Linked DNA regions of Sus scrofa: region 1 is linked to region 2. The links are chromatin contacts, called in public promoter capture Hi-C maps. All regions are on one chromosome and are shown on one strand. The core of a region is the stretch at or near the end of the contact, and the rest is flanking DNA. Distances in the headings are between cores, read along the strand shown.

Region 1 (2,700 bases), core at 104-2,603, 140 kb before region 2:
TGCAGATCTCTGAGCTGGAGGGTGGGGATTCCTGCATGCCCCCCCCCCAAGTGGCTTCCTCTGCTCCCAGGTCCCATGGCACTGGGGAGGGCATCGGTGTTTGAATAGTTTCTGCCCCGTGGATCCTCAGTGGCGTGGTTCTGTGGAACAGCAAAAAAGCCTCATGTCGCCTGTCCCAGACCCCACGGCTTGGACGTGGAAGAGTCAGGCTTGGGGGCCCAGGTCCTGAACCCCCAGGCTACAGGTTGCTGGGGAGCTTGGTAAGGACCAGCAGGGAAAGGAAATTTTCTGGGAGGCAATCGCAGTTCAGACGCCTGATTCAGCAAATCCAGTTCTGGGCTCATTTCTTTACGTGCCTATTTCTTTATGATCTTCTGCTATTTTTGCTGTAAAAAAACTGCCCTGGAGAAGTTCCGCACACATGCTCTCCCCTGAAGGACCAGCGCGGAAAGAAGCTGCACCCCAGAAGCGGTGTCCGCCAGGGGGCGCCTTCGGAGCCACCGAAGGGAAGGCCAGCGCAGAAAGCCTGGGAAGTCAGGGCCCCAAAGTGACAAAGCCCCATAAAGAGAACTGTGCTCTGCAGTCGCCCCAGGGCAGGCGTGTGGGTGGTGGGAGTCTGAGCAGAGAGGTACCCGAGGAACCCAGCTCTGCCCGGGCCCCGGCCAGCGTCCATCCTGCCAGACCCCCTCCCAGCGAGGCCCTCCCCGGGGAGCGCAGGAGATTAGTCAGGCGGCCGCCACCCCAGAGGCCTCGCATTCCCGTCATTGCTGTGTTCCTCCTGGCCGGCAGCTGCAGCGAGGGGCTGGCGGGCCGGGCGCGCTGGCCATCCTCCCGTGAGGCCTCAGGTTGTCCGCTGACACCTGCAGCCCCGCAGTCTTGGCCTGAGTGAGGGGATTCTGGAGGCTCTCGGAGCCTCCACCGGGTGCCCGCCCAGGCCAGGAGTGGGAGAGCAGCGGGGGCAGGACAGCAAAGGGCCTGAACCAGCTCTGGCCCCGGCCCGGAGGCTGCGGCCCTGGCCGCAGTCAGAGGTGTGGTCCAGCTTCCCCCCATCGCCACCCTGTCCTCTTCTCCAACCATGGCGTGGAAGGAAGCGCCCCTATGCACCCCCACCCCACCCTGAGGGGCCTGGCTTGCCCAAGGCACGCAGCTCTGAGACCGCCAAGCCCCAGGGCTCCCGCTGTAACCCACCCTCCCTGCTTGGCCCCACCCAGTCCTCTCCTCCCGCTTCCGTCCGCCCCTGACCCTACCTCTCTCTCTCGGCACCTGGACCTCCTCTCAGGACTCAGGCTAGAGAACAGGACTGCCCAGCCGACAAGGCAGCGCGGAAGGCCTGCTGGGATGTGACTGGGCAGACAGGGCTGGGCTGGGCTGGGCAGCCACGTGGGGACGCAGGGGTATTTTTAGCCTCTGTCGGCATGGGGTGGGGGGGAGGATGGCCAGTGGGGGAGGGAGAGGGTGACAGCTCCTCCCTGGCTGTCCTCTCTGAAAGCCCACACAGGAGCCTCCTGTGACCCCTGGGCCAAGACAGGTGGCAGCAGGCATTCCTGGGCCTGGGCAAGTCTGGGCTCCCCTCCCAGTGGTGTTGGGCCAGGGGCTGGGGTGCCGCTCCCCAAACCTCTGTCTCTGAGCTGGGGATGCAGGGGCCCCACGGAGGTCCCGGTTTAGGGCTTGGACATCGTGAGGGCACAGATACCAGCTTCCCTGTGGTTACTGACAGATGCCCACGTGGCTTCTTAGTCTCTGCCAAGTGGGAAGAAGAGATTGTCATGAAGAAATGCAGGTTGCTCCGCAAAGACTTTCAAAACCTGGGCTGTCTGGTGGCAGGGAGTCTCAGTGGTAAAAGCTGGTGACAGGGACATGAAATCCCAAGGCTCTGTCCCTCTGCCCTTGGCCTTGGGCCTGCCTGTTGTTTCATCGTGCATGCATGCCAAAGACGCTGAGAAATGCGGCAGCGGCAGCTCACGGCCTCCCCGGAGGCTGGGTTCAGTCCCAGGGGAATCCCCCCACGTGGGTCTCCTCAGGGCTTCTGACCGAGTCTGGGGTTGCGCCTGGGGCTGAAAGGGCATCTCTCCTGTCAGTGGTCAGAGTGCAGCTTCCCAGCCCGGGGCTGGCGGGATGCAGGAGAGAAGCCGCAGCTGGGTGGGGCCTGGGTGAGGGGTCCACCTGTCAGCCGCTTCTTCCTGTGTCCACTGGGGCCTTAGGAATAAGCATTTGCCAGGTGCTGGGACACGGAGGGGCCAGGCGGGCCAAGGCTGACAGAGGCCCCCCGACGCCCACTAGGGCCTGGCTGGATGCTCTTGGGGTGCAGGGAGGCCCGGGGGCCCAGCGGACAGCCCTCATTCCTGGCAAGGTTAGGTAATTGCCCAGGGTGTCAGGGTGTCATGACAGCTCTGCTCCAGGACAGATGGCTCCTGCCCCTCCTGCTTCTGGTCCTGCTCCCGGCCGGGTGCGGTTGTGAGCTGACGGGAAGGCACGGGCGTTACAGAACCATTACAGCCCAGCTGGTTACCTGTTCCCAAGGCGCTTCTATACTCTGCTCACGGATCACATACTTTCTTCCCCAGCCCAGCCCTGTCGTAGCCCAGCCCAGCTCAGCCCAGACCAGCCCGGTCATAGCCCCAGCAGCCCAGCCCAACCCAGGCCAGTCCAGCCATAGCCCAGCCCAGCCCAGCCCAGCCAGCCCAAGGTTCTTCCCTGGCC
Region 2 (2,700 bases), core at 76-2,575:
CCCACATCTCCAGCCAAAGCGGCCCAGATCGGGACACACAAAAGTCCACACCCCACCCTCCCTCTTTAAAACGCCAGGGCAAGGTGGCTGGCTGCCCAGTGACCTTTGGAGCCCAGCCCTTTAATTTTAGCGGTAAACCTGCCGCCTCCTGAGTGGCAGCTGTGTCGGGGGTGGAGGTCCTCAAGTCCAGACCACCTAGGTGGCCGTGGTCTCTCTCTCTGAACACGGCTCCCACCATTCCGGTCCCCTGCCTTCACCCCCTTGCCCAGCCAGGGGCCTCTGCACGAGGGAGGTGGGCCTCCTCCGTGTTCCTCGCCAACCCCGGCTCATTTCTGGAAGCTTCTGCTCAATCTGATATCCAGGTCTGGAAGGCCCTCCCTCCCTTCGCCGCCCCTAATGCTGCTTCTTTAGGATAACAGGCTCCTCCATCTCCTCCACGAAGCCTTCTCTGGCCACTCCAGTCCCTCCCGACCCCACTCCGGCGCTGGACGGAGGCAGAGAGGGGCGGGCCCGATCCGCTCCGGGGACAGAAGGAAGAGGCAACCGCGACCCAGGGAGCCGAGGGCCACACCCAAGATTACACACCAGCGGAACCAGGTCTAGAATCCGGGACTGGGCCGTAGGGATTGGTCCAGGATGTCCTCCCCCATTCTGGGCCCCGGCAAGATCCTCCACCCTAGCCGTGCTGCCCCGGGTTGTCCGGAGGCCGCCCGCAAGTTGGCGGGGCGGGAGCCCGGCTCCTCCGCACCCGCACCGCCCCCTGGCCTAGCCCGATTCCCCGGGAGGCCGGGAGGCCGCCCGCCCGCGCCCGACTCCCGCTGCCTCCGGCCACGTCGGGCCGGTGACCTTGGGCCCGCTGGGCGCTGCGCTTCCTCCCCGACAATGCGGCCGCAGCTCCCCCGCGACGGCGGCCACAAGCGAGGCCGTGTGTGCCCGGCACAGGTCGGGGCTCCGGGAGGGCCGGCCCTCCAGCCCCGCCGCGGCCCGCGCCCCGGCCCGCGCCCCGCAGCGCCCGCCCACCGGCCCTCGGGCCCCGGCGCCCGGTCGTGAGGAGCGGCGCGGCCTGAGGCGGCCCCGGCGCCGCCCGCCCGCCGGGTGCACCGGCGCCGCGGGAACCGAGCCGTCCTCTGGCCGGCGGCCGCCCCTCGCTCGCCGCAGGGCCGCGCGCTCCTCACCTGGGCACCCGGAGACAGGCGAGGCGGGACCGGCGCCCAACACCATGCCCGGCCGGCCGGCGGCGGCGAAGCGCAGCCCCTCACAGCAGCACCGGCTCCGGGCGGCGGGACCGGAAGTAGCGGGGCGGGGACTCTGCCGCTCTCGCCCGCGGCGGCCGCAACAGCAGCTGGCGCTTTAAAAAAAAAATTCAAAGCCGCGAAGAACTTTATTTAGAGACTGACACGCGAACAGCAGAGCCAGCGGGCCGGGGCCGGGGTAGGCAGCCGGCAGATCCGGCCCCTCTCATTGGCAAGGAGCGCGGCTGGGGGGCGGGCACGAGCCTGAAGGCCTCCGATGATTGGCCAATGGCGTCCGGGGGCGGGATCTCCAAGTCCTTTCCGCAGCGGCGCGGGTTCCTTTGCGCTGCGTTCCTGCTTTCATTCATTTGGTCGTTTGGTAGGCCTGGGCCTGCGGCTCAGAGGTTCCCCGCGCAGCGTGGCCTGCTGGGGCTGCCAGGTCCGAACTGACTGCCCCGGTGGATGGGGTGCCCGCTATGTGCCCATCCCAGGGCTCAGGGTGCAGAGGACCAGGCCGCCCCACAGTCCGCGGTGTCAGGAGTGAGGGGGGCGGGGCGATTAGACCTGCAGCCACCAACCCCCAACCCCGGGAAGCCTCGGGGAGCCTGCAGTGGAGTGGGTGGGCTCTTTCCTGTTGTCTTAGGGTTTATTCCTTCTATTATCTCTTACACTTCCGTGACGTACTTACTTTAAAAAAATCCATTTCAAGTTGTTCTAATTTCTGGTTTGCTGAGTACTAATTATTCTCAAGTTCAGGTGTGTCTGGTTAATAGGTGCTCTGGCGGGGGTCGCCAGCCTCCTGGAGGAGTGAGCCATCTGAGAGAAGAGGTTCACCTCGTGGACGGGGAAGAAAGAGGCAAGGAGTTAGAATTTTATTTCCAGAAGTCCCACTGAGAGGTTTTAAACAGTGGAGTGGCAATTTCAAGTTTCTTTTCCAAAAGAGCCTTCTGGCTCTGAGGGAGCTGGTGGGAGGGGAGCCAGACAAGAGTCAGGAAGACCAGTTAAGAACAAAATTCATGGGATTCCTTCTGTCTGGGAACAGCTTCGTCCATCTTCACTGGGCTACCTCCTAAATTTTCCCATGCTTGGATCCACCTGCTCCGAGTGGTAAGGTGCAGGTGCCCCTCTGTGACTTTGCTGGACCTCCGTGCTCTCCTCTCCCTGGTGCTCAAGACTGTTGATGCCCGTTTCCCTATGCTCAGCTCCTCAGGCCTCCTCATCTGTGTTTCCCACCCTTCTAACCTCCTCCCCAAACCTGGTACATAACCGGGTCAAAACACATTGCTGGATAAGGGCTGCGTGTTTGTAGCCAGAGTCCTGGCGAGAGAAGATAAGACCTTGAAGCAGGGCAGCGAGTGAAGGCACACGTGGGTTGGCTTGAGCGCTTGTCTTACTAAGGAGAATTGTCTACACACCGTTCTGAGCCCACAGTGGCCCACCTCTCACTGCTGTGGGCAAATGAAGCCGC

The links. Promoter capture Hi-C pulls out the DNA fragments that hold promoters and counts their contacts.
Region 1: a contact with region 2 is called in a promoter capture Hi-C map of fetal skeletal muscle, with 2.6 times the contacts expected there. The contact joins the promoter of KLHL30 here to the promoter of UBE2F in region 2. A contact is called at or near these places in 2 of 5 promoter capture datasets (fetal liver and fetal skeletal muscle) and 2 of 2 datasets of contacts at active chromatin or transcription factors (alveolar macrophages and skeletal muscle).

Annotation. Positions count from the first base shown.
Region 1 is chr15:137,707,968-137,710,667 of Sscrofa11.1, reverse strand. It overlaps KLHL30 (kelch-like protein 30), which reads right to left and starts at 1,353. Exons shown (of 7, transcript XM_021075351.1): 1 at 1,248-1,353.
Region 2 is chr15:137,565,875-137,568,574 of Sscrofa11.1, reverse strand. UBE2F (NEDD8-conjugating enzyme UBE2F) reads right to left here and starts at 1,325. Exons shown (of 9, transcript XR_002339040.1): 1 at 1,176-1,325.